2 separate regions of the Gossypium hirsutum genome follow, and region 2 is linked to region 1. Evidence: chromatin contacts called from public Hi-C data. All regions are on one chromosome and are shown on one strand. The core of a region is the stretch at or near the end of the contact, and the rest is flanking DNA. Distances in the headings are between cores, read along the strand shown. Region 1 holds the start of LOC107948778. Region 2 holds the start of LOC107948253 (B3 domain-containing protein At2g36080).

What was found. A called contact is a pair of places that touch in the nucleus more often than the background predicts.
Region 2: a contact with region 1 is called in a Hi-C map of leaf, with 2.1 times the contacts expected there. The contact joins the promoter of LOC107948253 here to the promoter of LOC107948778 in region 1. A contact is called at or near these places in 6 of 34 Hi-C or Micro-C datasets (hypocotyl, leaf and petal).

Annotation. Positions count from the first base shown.
Region 1 is chrD04:34,233,197-34,240,788 of Gossypium_hirsutum_v2.1, forward strand. It overlaps LOC107948778, which reads right to left and starts at 3,670. Exons shown (of 4, transcript XM_016883421.2): 1 at 3,476-3,670; 2 at 2,520-3,077; 3 at 1,516-1,638; 4 at 1-1,272. The coding sequence starts at 3,008.
Region 2 is chrD04:34,421,748-34,429,339 of Gossypium_hirsutum_v2.1, forward strand. LOC107948253 (B3 domain-containing protein At2g36080) reads right to left here and starts at 4,305. Exons shown (of 3, transcript XM_016882738.2): 1 at 3,273-4,305; 2 at 2,579-2,770; 3 at 1,552-1,753. The coding sequence starts at 4,023. The coding sequence ends at 2,607.

The DNA.
Region 1 (7,592 bases), core at 2,420-4,919:
ACTAGCATAAACCCTACCTGCCCTTGTACCAGATAAAAGGTGTTCCCTAAGACCCTTTACAGCTTTATATCCATGCATTTCATCTCCATAACCTTTTGTTTCTACTTGCTTCTCCAGTTCAGTAAATCTACTCCACTCTAAATCATTATCAACAGAATCTTGATGCCTGTCCTTCTGCATGCCCCAATCAACTCCGTCTGACATGCTCCTCTGTAGAGAAGTACTCCTCCTTGGTAATTTGCTAGAGGCAGATTTTCTACCTGTGATGTCTTCATTTATTTGAGGTTCTCTTGAATCACGAGCAGCATTAGAAGCATACGCCAACTTGTAGATTTTGTTGTTGTTGCTGCTGTTGTTGTCCATATTTAATTCTAGGAGATCACTTTCAGCCGAGTCTTCTTCACATTCAATTGCATCTTCAACTTCTCCATCCTCCTCATTTTCCTCACTAGGATGGGAACCAAAATGGACTCTGTTTAAATAGGCAGCAATCTCCTCACTGTTAGGTTCATTTAGAGAACAGTGCCCTTTCTCTTTCTCTCTTTTTGTACCTAGAAAAGTTTCGAGTTGGTTCCGCAGTTTGTCGACAGCTGCATTCTTCTCCTCAAGATGATATTTAGCTTCAGAGAGCTTCATCTGAACTCTCTGTTCACGCAACACATCGGCTAACTGCAACATCTCCCTTTCTTTTTCAACCTCTTGAAGAACCTTGGCAGACTCTCTCTTCAGCTCTTCCCTTTCAGCTTTATCTTCACTGATATCCCTGGCTAGTTCATCACATACTTGCTCAATTACAACCCTTGCCCTTTTTTCGCTCTCAAGTTCTTTCACTGATTTCAGAAGAGATGTCTTAGTCTCAGCTAGTTCTTTCCCAAGCTTCTTGTTTAAGCTTTCAAAACGTCTCCTCAACTTTCTCTCCACCTCAAGTTCACCTGCAATAGACTCAATAGCAGCCTCGACAACTTTCTGCTCCTTGTTTTTCCATGCTACCTTTTCTTCAGCAAAACACTTCATTAAATAGTTGATATCATGCTGGTCAGAGCGCTGCTCTTGGATAAGCTGATTGACTTGAAGACGAGCTCTCTCTAACTCAGCATGTAAAGCTGAAATAAGGGACATACTTGACGAGGGACGATCTTCATGACCCCACATGCGGTTGATAATTTTTAATAGTTCTTTAGATGTTGTCAAGGCATTACTAACATCCTTCAAACGAGTCTTAACACCAACAGTTGATCCCTTGGGAGTCTGGGCATGAGATCTAGTTTCAATCTGCATTACCAAATAAAGATCGTTAATCTCCTTTGCACTCACCATAATCTCAACTACCCTACACCTTAGCAAACTCTGAAATGACGGTGAGCTAAAGAAGATTAAAATACATAAACATTCATAAAAATATTCAAAATAAAATAGAATAGTTTCTCTTCTACCTTGTATTCTGTACTTAAAAACTATATATGAAATGGTGAGAAAGAAGGCAATTGCATCCTTTCCAAAATCCAAGAGGAATACCTCCATTAAACTGGCATTGCTAACCGAATCCAACACCCCAACATTATTGTCAGTATGCCTAAGCTTGTGGGAAACAGATGACGCTCTTCTCTGGCGACAACCAGTTCCAGATCGATCCGTTCTCTGAAGAGGAACCAATATAACACCAGAATCATTTATCCAAGCAAAAAGATATACTGTGCAAAATCAATAGGTTAGGTTATCATTACACTGAAAAAAGAATAGTAGTAGATTTTGGCTGCATGTATTTGAGGCTTAGTAGTCGGAAACAGTATCAATTACAGACGAGTGAGATTTGGAGTGGAAAACATCACGCTACTAAATTTGAGTACTTGGCATTCGAAGAGATAAAATCATCAAGCTACTAAATTTGAGCACATTTGGCAACTAAGCAAAAAACCAGTAAGTCTTAAATCACAAACTTCTGCTGAAGTGCTAAGCACCATTTTCTTATTGAGAAATGTATCATTTAAAAGTGAAATTTAAGTCTGGTTTGATGCAGCACTGCAATTAACCCTACAATATTTCATAGAAACTCGGTGTTTTGATGAGGATGGGGTTACATCCTAAAACACTTTTAGTATTACAGCTTTCTGATAAAAATGTACTTTCACCAAAAGCAGAATCTTACGTGCTTCTTTAAGAAGGAGATCCAAGTGATAATTCAGGGTCTTTAAAAGCTAAAAGCAAAAACTACAACCACAACACTCGACTCAAAAGTCACAAAATTCAATAGATTAGTTATCAACTGGTCAAATCTTGAATACACAACATAAACCAAACCTACCCCAACTATTTGCTCATTCCTTGAAAACAAATAAAAGAACAAAAGAACCATAATATTCCAAAAAAAAAATCCCTTGAGAGCGATCACTTTCCTGATAATGACCCTTTTTTCCTAAAATTTCCATTCCTATGGTGAAGACAAATAACATGCAATTTTTTAAAATATATTTATTTTTTTCTAAAAAGAAATTAAAAGGGAAAGGGAAAAAACAACCGACCTCAGAAACAGGGCTGTGAGAAGGATCAGACAAGTGAGGAGGCAAAGAACCCGAATGAACCGACCTAGCAGCAGCTCCCTTTTCTCTCCCTTCTTTCATTCTCCTCCTCTCCTCATTTCCTTCCTTTCTTCTAGGCGACGGTATCTCATTCATTTCCCACAGAGTCGCCGCCAGCTTCCTGGCCGAAACCGGCTGCTGTTGCTGCTGCTGCCCCTTCAATTTACTCCCACTTTGTGATCCTGAATACCTAGGAGACTCCATAGCTCGTAGCATTGACGCCATTGAAGGCGATCTCATCATCAGCTTCCATGTAGGCACGGGGGTACTGGATCCACCCCTTTTGCTGCCCACTAGAATCGCCCTCTTGAATCTGTAGTTTTGCATAATTGATGATGACGACGAAGCTGAAGATGAACACCCTCGTTTCCTGATTTTGCCGGGGAGTAAATTTTCTATGTCAATCTCGCCCAAGTTTTGCCTTGACATCATATTTTTTCTTTCAATCAATTCCGCCCCTTCCTTTTTATTGCTTAAATTTGCTTCTCAGATCTTACAAATCTATAAACAAGACAATGAATGAAGATTAAACCCATTATTAATCGTCAAAAAAAATGAAAACAAAATCAAACTTTTTCCTAAAATTGCCACTTTTTCTTTTATTTTCTACGAGTAGTAGTATGCTTAGATCTTATTAGCATATCTTTCGGGGGATGAAAAAAATGAGTAAAGTAAAAACTACAGAATAAACTAAACCTATGAAAAAGACAGATTTGAGTTAAACGTTGTCGGTTTACAGTTCAGATTTCAGACAACAGAAAAAACTAAAATTGTAGGAAATTGAGGGATAGAACAATAGATTTTATTTCTTTTATTGCATTGGAAAAGAAGGAAAATCAGTTGACAAGGAGAAAATTTCATTGTTCTTTTCTTTTTAATATTTTTTTTCACGAACTTACCGTTAACTTTAGGTTCATCGCTTGTGTTAGTCGTACCAAGGAGTGTTCGGAAGGCAAGAAAACAAGAGGGAAAGTTGGAGTTTTCAGATTCAGAAGCAAACCCTAGAAAAAGATAAGAGAGAACTTTCTTTTGATGGCTTCTCGAAGCACTAGGAAGAAAAGAAATGTAAGTATTTTCACTCTGATCATATACAGACTGTGACTTTACATAAAAAGAGAAGAATATGAGATGTTGTATGGTCAAATTATTGAAAACTTACGTGTCTTACTATGATTGGAAATTAGAGGTTTTTTTATTTGACTTTTGGTCAATGGTGGGAGTAGAAGCCGAACCCATCAGCCGAGCCGCAATTTGAAATACGCGGAAATATTAGCGAAAATTTTGGATTTGGCTTTTTGGTTGGGACCCTTTAGTTTCGCTTTAGGACATGGAAATTTTCGGAACAAGAGAAATATGTTGTTCCTTTTTCTTTTTTAAGAAATATGATTTAAACAATAAATAATAGTTTTTTTTCATAAATGATGTTATATGAAAGGGTTCATCTCTCCTAAACTTTCTGTCAAATGTTTACTATCATTTAATTTATACGGTCACTTGACAATAATGAATAAATGAATGTCACATATTCTCTTAAATTTTGAATATAATTTTTTAAATTCAATTTTAATGAAAAATCTTATAATTTTTAAAGTTTTTTTAATTGTTTATTGCTTAAAATCATATTCAAAATCCAAAATCCTTATATAACTACATGTCACATTCATTTATTCATGGTCCCAAAATTAGCATGTAAATTGAACAATATTAAAGCTTTGAGGTACATTGATATATGGTAGAATAATATAAGTATCAAATTAAATATTTTCTTCATATAGATACCACATTACATTACACATTAAACGAAAGTTTAAACTCAATAGTAATATTATCCCTATATGAAAGTATTTAAATATCAAAATGTTGATACTAAACAATTTTAACCACAAGGATGAAGTACAAAAACTTGGGAGATTTATGTTCAAATTTTATTATATGTGTGATTTTGATTTATATTTAATTTTATTAGTTAATTTGAGTTGAATTAATTGTTCATTTGTTGATTTTTTATATTATATTGATTGATTTTGATAAACTTTTGAAAAAAATGAGATTGAATTTAGACCAAAACAAAATCTTTTCTTTTTAGATTGAAGTTTACAGTTTTTTTTCCACTTTTTTCTCCTATTTAATACTTGAAAAAAAAAGACTCTTGTTAATAGGAGCTTATAATCACTAAGTAAGAAAATTTCAAAATATTTTTTTATATAATGCTTAAAATTATTCATAATTTCTCGTCAACTTAAATAGAAGGATCAAATGCGTATAAGTATGCTCAAACTCACGTATTCTAATATTAAAAAAAAGAATATAAATAACAAAAAAATAATGTGGTAACTACTGTTTTTTTTTCTTAACTACAACAATAACAAGTAGTAACAAAAAAAACTAAAAAGAATTGGTATTTCATTCAATGCTACTTATTATGCTAATCCGAGATTGATTAATTAAAGACCTTATATATATAAATGAGTTAAATCGGTAAGATTTACTACTCCACTGACCCACCTAAATATATGTACAAATATGTTGTTTAAAAGAGGAAAAGAGAATGAGAAGATTGGTTGTCTATAATATTAAACAGCTTGAAGCACGTGCTTTCCATCATGTATTCATGTTAGTATACTTAGTGGAGGGCAACTTGGCTCAGGACCTTCCTGTCTACACTTCTTTTTCTCTTCTGTCTTTTATATAAATTTTGTAATATGAAGATGGAAGAAGAACCTCTGGATATTAATATTCGAATCTCATAATTACTGGATGTTACTTCACAAAATCAGAGGTAATAATAATAATAGCTGGACTCGGATCAGGTGTTTATAAATTTTTTTCCTAAATTTGGATTTAGGAATCAAGATCAACACTAAATATTGATTCAAATATAAGGTTAAATTATAAAAATATGTCGTTTTTAAATTCTTCAAATTATTTTTTTTAAATTTAAAGAAATAGGTTGATTTTGCAAAAAAAACGTGTCCAGTTGGATGTGCTTTCCTCCAACAGTAATATTCCTAACAATCAAAATTCAAACGAGACAACGGTAAAATTTTAAAAGAGCCCAACAATTATTTTATTTTGCTATAAATACCAGTCCATTTTTCATTCTTATAACTCAAATCTAACGACCAATTGACCAGAAAAAACCCATTTCCCTACAAAATTACAAAAATGGCTCACTTTTTTAAAAAATAATAGGAATTGTTCGATTTTACTAAAACGTGCTGAGCTAGCGTCGTTTTCAGGGGAAAGAAAAAAAGCACGTCCAGTTCAGCACTTTTTTCCCCTCTGCCCTGTAAAACACATTCAAGTCAGCCCGTTTTAGTAAAGCACTTCTTGATCAACACTCTTTTACTTGTGTTCCAATGACTAAATTTCTAAAAAAGGCCATTTTTTTAAAAAATTTACAAGAATGGGCCTTTATATAAAACAAAAGTGGCAGTACTTTTTTTTTATAATTTTTTTGGTGCCACCAATTAATGTGGAAATAAAACTTACAAACAGGCCTTTATATAGACCCAAAATCTCATTTCCCTTGTTTTCTTAAGTAATGTGAGATATGAGATATGTGTATATATAGACTTATGAATAAGTTTGCAGCTTATTCCTAGACAATATGAAATTCCTTCATCTTTTAACTAACAACATAAGATTAAATGTTCCACTGTATTTTATAATTTTTTTCTTATAGAGTTTAAAATTTTTACAAAAAGTTAACATTTATTACATTATAAATAAAATTTTTAAACTCTATAAGTAAAAAATTATAAAATATAAAATGACGTGGGATTTGGTCTCTTCTTGTTTGAAGATGACCAAATGTGTTTGAAATAAAGGTGTTTGGGGAATGTGCGGAAGGTTATATAGTATTTGTCATTAATGCAGTATTGTTTTGTTGTATTTGTTTTTTTTAAAAAAGTAATTTCATTTTATATACTTCAATACAAATATTATTTGATATTCACTAAAAAGTTTATATAAATTTATTTATTGAACACTAAAATTAATGCAAACAATTAGTATAATGGGTAGGTATGAAATTATTAATGAATTGATTCATATACATTTGTTTTCTTTTCAAACAAATGAAACTTATATTGAAACAAAAATCATTTACATATAAAGAATTTTATACATATGTAATATAAAAAGTTGATTATGAAGTTGTTATTCCTATGTATTTAAGGTAATTTTTTATCACTTAATTATAAAATGTTATAAAATAGTCATTTAATTTTATTTTTTTGAATCATCTATTTATGAAAAGTTACAAAATTGTCATTCAACTATTCAAATTTGTCCTGTGACAGCCCAAAGTTGACCCTAGTCGGGAAGTGGTTTCGGGACCGCTAAACCGAGTCACCGAAATGTTTGAATGTGATACTTATTGTCTAGAATATGTAATTATGAATGTGTGAAAATTTCAAGCTTCAATTTGGTTGATTTCATGTGAATTTAGTCAATAGGACTTATGTGAGAAAATTCTAAAATGTGATAGGTCAATGTGTGAGGACCTATTAGTGCATGTGGACAAAGGGGGGACTTGCATGTCAAATTCCCCCCCTACTAGTAGTGGCCGGCCATGACAAGCATGGTAGACCAAGTTTGATGGCCAAGACATGTCATAGACATGTTTTGTTGGTGCATCATGGGTGGAAAAAAATAAAATAATAGGCATGGAAATTAAATAATGAAAAGGAGTATGATGAATACACAAAAAAAAGTGTGTAGTTGATTCTTTTCCCCCCATTGCCGTGAGCTAAAGAAAAGAGAGGAGAAGATCTTTGTTCATCCTTTTCTCACCTTCATTTAGCCTAAATTAGAAAGAAAAACAAAGAAAAAATTTTCTCATCCTTTGGTTCATCCTTGGCCAAAAATTTTAAGGAGGAAAGAAGAAGAAAGGTGAAGAGATTCGGCCATGCATGTAGCTAGGCTAAGGTATGTTTGATGATGTTCCATGAGATGCATGCATGTTTTAGTTGTTAGCTTGAGTTCTACCTAGCCCATGGTCTAAATCTTGCT
Region 2 (7,592 bases), core at 3,055-5,554, 190 kb after region 1:
AAAATAAAAATTTATCAAAATATTACAAACTTTTTTTATTTATCAAAATATTACAACTTTTTTTTATTTACTAAAATATATAAAATTTTTTATTTATCAAAATATATAAAAAAACCGAAAAACAAAAAAAAACTTGACACCAGCCAATTAAATTGGTGGCACCAAAGGTGCCAAATAAATTGGTGGCACCATGGTGCCAAAGGAAAAAAATGTGTAATTGCTTGCTAAGTCCTCCTTATTTATTATTTTCTTTTTATTCTATTTCAACTCATTTTTTTATTTAATAACTCTATTTTAATTTAATAAACTATTTTCATTTAATAACTATTTTAATTTAATAAACTATTAAATAATACTTAATTTTTTTAAATTAAAATAGAGTTATTAAATGAGAGAATTCTAATTAAGTGACCATCTGTAGTTTCAAGGACCTGACATGCAAATTTACCATTTTGAATTTTGAAAGTGAATTGCTACTGCTTGAGCACTAAAATTAAAATGTGGCTAATTGCCTTCTAAGCCCTCCTTATTTATTATTTTCTTTTTATTCCCCTTCAACTCATTTTTTTTATTTAATAACTCTATTTTAATTTAATAAATTATTAAGTAACTTAATTAAAATAGTTGTAAAAGTTGTAATATTTTGGTATTACTTAAATTAAATTAAAATAGAGTTATTAAATAAAAAATTGAGTTGAAGGAGAATAAAAAGAAAATAATAAATAAAGAGGGCTTAGAAGGCAATTAGCCACATTTCAATTTTAGTGCGCAAGCAGCAGCAATTCACTTTCAAAATTCAAAATAGTAAATTTGCATGTCAGGTCCTTGAAACTGCAGATGGTCACTTAATTAGAATTCTCTCATTTAATAATTCTATTTTAATTTAAAAAAATTAAGTATTACTTAATAGTTTATTAAATTAAAATAGAGTTATTAAATGAGAATAGTTTATTAAATTAAAATAGAGTTATTAAATAAAAAAATAAGTTGAAGGGGAATAAAAAAATAATAAATAAAAAGGACTTAGCAAGCAATTACACATTTTTTTTCCTTTGGCACCATGGTGCCGCCAATGACTTTGGCACCAATGGTGCCACCAATTTATTTGGCACCTTTGGTGCTGCCAATTTAATTGGCTGGTGTCAGGTTTTTTTTTTTGTTTTTTGATTTTTTTTTGATATATTTTGATAAATAAAAAAAAATTTATATATTTTGGTAAATAAAAAAAATTGTAATATTTTAATAAATTTTTATTTTTTTATAATATTTTTGTAAAAAACCCCATGGCACCATACCCTTCCATTATTATGCCTAGTCTCTTGATAAATAAATAAATAAAGATGTTGAATCTCAACAGTCCCTCAAATAAGATGTGGAAACTGCCCATCTTCCCCATTTGGCACTTGCTTACCACACCACCCACCCTTCTTACTCCCAACTCTCAATTCCATCATTCAAATTGCCCACCTTCTCTCACTTTCCCTGCCTCGGAAATGGAAAATTGCCTAATTCTTGACATATATAGATATAGATATATTAAGCTTCGTCCACTTTGAAGAAAAATAAAATTAAGAAGAAATATATATAGTATATTTTTTTGCTTTTATTTTCTCACATAAACGTTCTCTAATTTCGACCTTCCAAGTGGGGTTTCAATATTCAAAGTCAATTCCTGGATGTCACATCTTCAGATCTTATCCCTCCCTCATCTTTTTCATCCGCCTCATGTCTCGGGACGATATCCATTCCTGACCTGTTACAATCATAAACACCCAAAACAAATCATCATACACTCAAACATACAGTAAATTACTTTATAATCGCCAATAATGAATGACCAGCTCTTTTTGCATCAAAAAATATGTTGATTTTATAATCTTGACTTTGGAATTTAACTAACAATCTGGGGTTTCTGTGGGCTCTCTCCAGTTCACTTCCCAATCTCATCATTGCATCATTGCTACTTGGAATATTTTAACATTTTTAAAGCCTTTATTTTGGTTGAATTCTATGGGCTATCTAGACTCAAACCAGTAACTTACTTCCTTAGCAGACTAAACCATTGCAAAGTTCGGCTCGGTCGGTTTGTCGCTTACCCGAACTACAAAGCATGATTTATCATGATATTTCCGGTGAAAACAAAATTAAATCATAGGGGAAAAAAGAACAGATTACATAAAAGTGGATTGAGTAGATTTGAAGTTATGAACTGCCTGCCTACTTAGGGGCCCGTTTTTATTTTAATTTTAATTTTTTTTATTAGAGATAAAATTATATTATCCTGAAAAATCCTACTGTATTCGACAGCTTGGATGGGGCACTTATTGGTTCACTAATTGATGTCTTGTTTTAGACATTATTTTATAAGGGAAAATGGTTGGGACTAAAGAAAACCACGTCGCTACTTAATCATAGTTTAGTAATTAGGGTAATACAAATAGGCCACGTGCTAAGTGGTCGACCTTCCTTTATCAATGCTTTGTTCATCTGTCTCATTAGAAGCAGCAGCAAAAATCAAGTCGCTAACAGACATGCAGCATCTCGATATTTTATTAATTATTATAAATGCATTGCTTACCATGTAGTTTCAAGTGTAGGAGGGAGAACTAATAAAATTGGTGGGCTGTTGGACCCTGGCTCGACACCATCGAGCTAGCAGGCGTGGATGGTGGAGACTCGTCTAGCTGGTGGCATTCTAGGTTCACTCCAAATAGCCGTACCAGCCTCTTTGGGTTCCCCGCTGCTGTAGCTTGGTTTTTAACAATGCTTCCTGCAATGGCAAATAAAAAACACTTCTATCTCTCAATATATGTAATATTAATCCATGAACTCCAAGTTGCTACCCAGAAATGTTAACTGAATAATTCCATCTACTTTTGTTCGCTTTTTTTGTTTTATTATTCCAATGACACAAAGGAAGAAGAATACTTGAAGCTATCATAAGAAAAGGTTTCTTAATGCTTACTAATTAAAGTGAAGGTAACAAAATCATTTGGAACACACACATAGATGGGGTTATGTAGATATTGGTACTCCTAATCCCCATAATAAATGGTCGTTCCGGAGTTAGTAGAATTTTAAAAGAACAAATTACAGAAACAGTCTTACACAACCACATTGCTCCCATGTAATTGGAAAGTGTCTTTCACGCACTTCCATGTGCCAATAATTCTCAATTTTATATTATTCCTAAAAAATTTTATAAATAAAACCCATTTCTTTGAAGAAGATAAATAGATAAGAGTTTTACAATGCGACAAATAAATATATACCAGCATGAAGACAGTCAGGTTGGTATGGCACATTAGCCTCAAGATCACCTTGAATGTGTCCAAGATGAGGATACCTTTGATACAATCCCCTATTACTCCACCCTCCATTTCCACCCCCACCACCACCGCTATCATTCTCCATCACGGCGTTTCCGCCATCAGTAGCTGCCGGTACAACCACCACTGCTGCACCGCGCCTCCTCCACCCTATAAACAATCTATCACCATCCGTGCGGTGTCTTTGGAATAAAATAATGTCACCAGCATCAAGTTGCTTCTCTTTGACGTATCTGCTCCATCCTTTTGTTAACACGTAGCTTTGGCTGCTGTTCCAATACGAGTAGCGGAAACGCCAACACTTGCCTGACTCGTCTTCGAAACTTAGCAACAACCCTTTATCACTGGAGTCACCGCCTAGCGGGAAGTATTTCTCGGCATGTTGTTTGGGGATAACAAGCCTGTTCAGCTTGCCAACATCGCTGGGGGTTAAGGGCTTTTCAAACATGGGTTCCGTTTCATGGCCTAGCTGGTGGTTTTCAGGGGGATTTGGTTTAGGGTTTAGGGTGTTGAGAGTGGAGGTTTGGTCGTCGAGTTCTTCGTCGTCGTCATGGTTAAGGTTGAAGTGGCGGGGAGCGTGGATGGAGGATAGGAACATGGAGGGGTAGAAGTGAGAGGTCCAGGGGGAGTTTTCAAGGGAAATTGAGGAAGGGTTGTGAAGCTTTGAAGAAGGGGGGGTTTGGGTTGGTTCCATAGAAGGAGTTTGTTTTGTCGTTGGATTGTTTTGTTTGAATTACTGGAAGTGGTTAATGGACATTTGAGAGACAAAAGAGCGAAGAAGAAAAGAGATGGGTGCTTTAGAGCAAGTGTGGAGAAAAAGAAAAGAGAGGAAGGTATGGAAGAGTGAGGTGAAAGAGGGCAGGCGTGATGATTATGAGTTTGATGTGGAAACTATTTAATGCAGCTACAAAGATAAAGATATGACAATGAAAGAGAGAGAGGGAGGAAGTGAGAGGAGAGAAGAACAGAGTAAGATTGAAGTGAAAGAGAGAGAAAAGAGGGTCGGGGTAACCGGGAATTCTTGAAGTACTTGACAGCCTCGAAACTATTTTAAGGTTTTTTTTCCTGGAAAAGAGGTAAAAAATATGTGTTCTTTAAGAACTGAATTATATTTTTATTTTTATTTAAAAAATAAATAAAATTGGTGTTTTTTTAAATGACATTGGTGTTTACTATTAAAAATTAGTTTTTGTTATTAGAATAAGATAAACATAATAGGTATAATTACCTGATTATTCTGTTATTCATATTTAAAGTATGATTTTTCGTTATTAAATTAATTACTCAATTTTTAACTTTAAAAATAAATAAAAAAATTTAATAAAAAAACATCTTTTTATAAAGAGAGTAAAATATAATTTAACTCTTAATATAAAAATTTTTATAATAATTTTACTGTGAAAAAAATAATGTAGTTTTGTGTGAGTAAAATATTTTTTACATATAAGTTTATTTTTGTCTCTAGATTTATGACTATTTCTTTAGTAATATCTTCCATTATATGCTTCTAACACTGTCAGTAAAAAGATTATATTTCCGATCAATCATTATACGTGCTTTGTGTAACGCAAAACTTTGGGGTTAAAATTTTAGTTCAAAATTGGGGAAGAGTAGGTATTGACTTCATACTTAATTTCTACGTGTAAATATTAATAGGAAAGTAAAGATAAAATACACACTAATTTTTTATTCAGATTCCGGAGTTACAATACTTGAGGGGGGAAATCTAAAAAGTGTATCATCATTGAATGAAAATAGAAAGGATAATGTTAAATCATAAACATTGCTGGGATTGGAGCAATTACAATTGATTTCCTTTCACTTTGCCTACAAAAAGAAAATTAGTTTCTGAAATTCACATTTCCAATATATCTTGTGATTGGGAGATATATATATTATAAAGTAAAAAATATTTGCCGAATTGGGCAGAACAAATGTATTCAGATGAACCTTGAGAAAGAAAAAAGAGGGTTTGTCGATTGAATTTTCTGCAATTTAGAAAACACCCCATGTTACTAAGCAAGTAACTGAAAAGAGGGTACTCAGTAGGCCCAATTCTGACGCAATATGGGTAATCAGGTTACCATCCAACGCCACGCCCAAACTGCAGGGTTTTTGGTAATCAGGGCCACATGTTTGATCCTCTTTCTTAATTTTTGCATCATTTCAAACAGTGAAAAATCTCATACTACATTGTAAAATCTGACAGAGATGAACAGGCTTGTTAGGTTTATATATTCAGTGAGAAAAGAAAAAAAAGAGAAGAAACAGTAAAATAAAACAGTGAAAAGAAGTTTTTGTTTTGTTAAAAGAACAAAAAAATACTGAAAGGATTAGGGGGATCTGACCTGAACGCCAGGAGTGGTCCATCTTCCCTAAGTTGTTTGTGGTATATTAGGTGAAAAGCTGGTTTTTTTTTTAAAATATAAAAAATTTTGAGCCTGCTATAATATTAATATGAAGAGAATGAGATTTGAGAGAACAGTATTTTCTTTTTCACGTGCATGAAAGCATTATTGATGTTTGGCCATTCCTAGTTTTAGAAAGCAGCAAGGAAACCATTGTGGGGGACTGAACGTTTTAAATAAATTATTTTTTAAAAAAACCCATGAATCCCTTCCCTTCAAAATGGAGAAAAGAGATGATAAATAGATGAGATAAGATTTTCCAATATCCAATTGGAACAACCCTTTCTCTCTCTTTTCAGCTAGGTTTATATTGCATCAGTACTCCAAGAAAACTTGGCTTAATCATAGGCTGATTATTCCCTCTCACTTCTCAGTGCAAGTTTTGTAATAATAATAATAATATGTTTGTGAAAGCATGTTATCTGGGCAACAACATGAGGGTTTTTGGAAGGAATCTCTCCCATGTCATTCGTTAAGTTTCACATGCTATAGAAACCAGAGTGGTGAACTGATAGGCCCTAATATTGTAATAAAAACAAAACTATATGATATGAGTCTTGAGAGTTTCTTCAGTTCCCAAGCAGAACCACCTGGATTTGTATGACCAATCTATTTAAGAGTTTCCATGTTCACAAAATGTCCAAGAATCTCTTTCTGTCATAAACTAATTAATTATTTCAAAGTATATTTATAAATATTGACACTTGGTTTGGGTGGTTGAATTTTACAAAGGCTAGCAACTTTTGTTGTGTTGTTATGACGAAACAAATATCTGATTAATTTATTGCACTGCATAGATGCTTCACTCGTACGAAAGGGCTATAATCAATGCACCATAATCTATTTTTATTTCATGACAAGTTGGCAAATGTTCTAGCTGACGATTTGATATTCAATTTATTTGTTCATACTAATTACATAATTAGTATCGTAAATTGTATAATATATATACACGCATGATACAAATTAATTAAAAATAGTGAAATCATGTTATGAGCAGGGGTGTTTTACGACCATATATATAGCATACATGGAGACACTTGAGTTGGTAGTGTAGTAAATAAAGTTGGTTATATATATATATACATTCCTTGGAGGTGTTGAAATATTTTCCAAAAATTTCATTTTCAGTAGTACAAAAGTGGCCGGGCGGGGACCATATTTGAATAGGCTATGGGGGAATAACATGGCTTAACACTAGTTGACATGGACCAGGCTTGGCAATGCATTATCACAGTATGGAGCCGATAAATTGGACTTTTGGAGTTTTCAATTTTTTTTTACACCTAACTTCCTTTCTTTATTATTATTATTATTATTATTATTATTATTATTAATTTCGACTTTCACCGGCCTTCCTGGATAAAACAAATCGTTTATGGTTTAGCTTGCCTCCTGCCTTTAAACCTTTTTTTTTCTTTAAAAATGAAATTACAAATTTAGTTTAATTACTTATAATCTTATGAATTTAAAATCAAATTTCAGTATCGGTAACTCTTATTATTATGATTATTTACGTGACTTTTAAGTTTGGAGGGATTGGAATGACATGAGATACTAAAATGTCTTCATTTTTGCACCTAAATTATATATATATATTCGTAGGAAAGATCCGGAACTCTTTGGAAAAGTTTTTATGGAAGTAAAAGAACGGGTGAAATGGAAGTAACAATCCTTAATTGGAACTCAAATACTTAATCTTGTGTACTTTAAACTTCTTTATTTTCAGTTGTGTCCTAAATAAGGGATGTTTGTCCGTGACTCGTGAGTTCACTTATCTCGGAAAATGACTCCATTTTCTAGAGCCTTTCTTCGTAGATAGAACTCGCATACATTTTTTTAATTTAAAATGTAG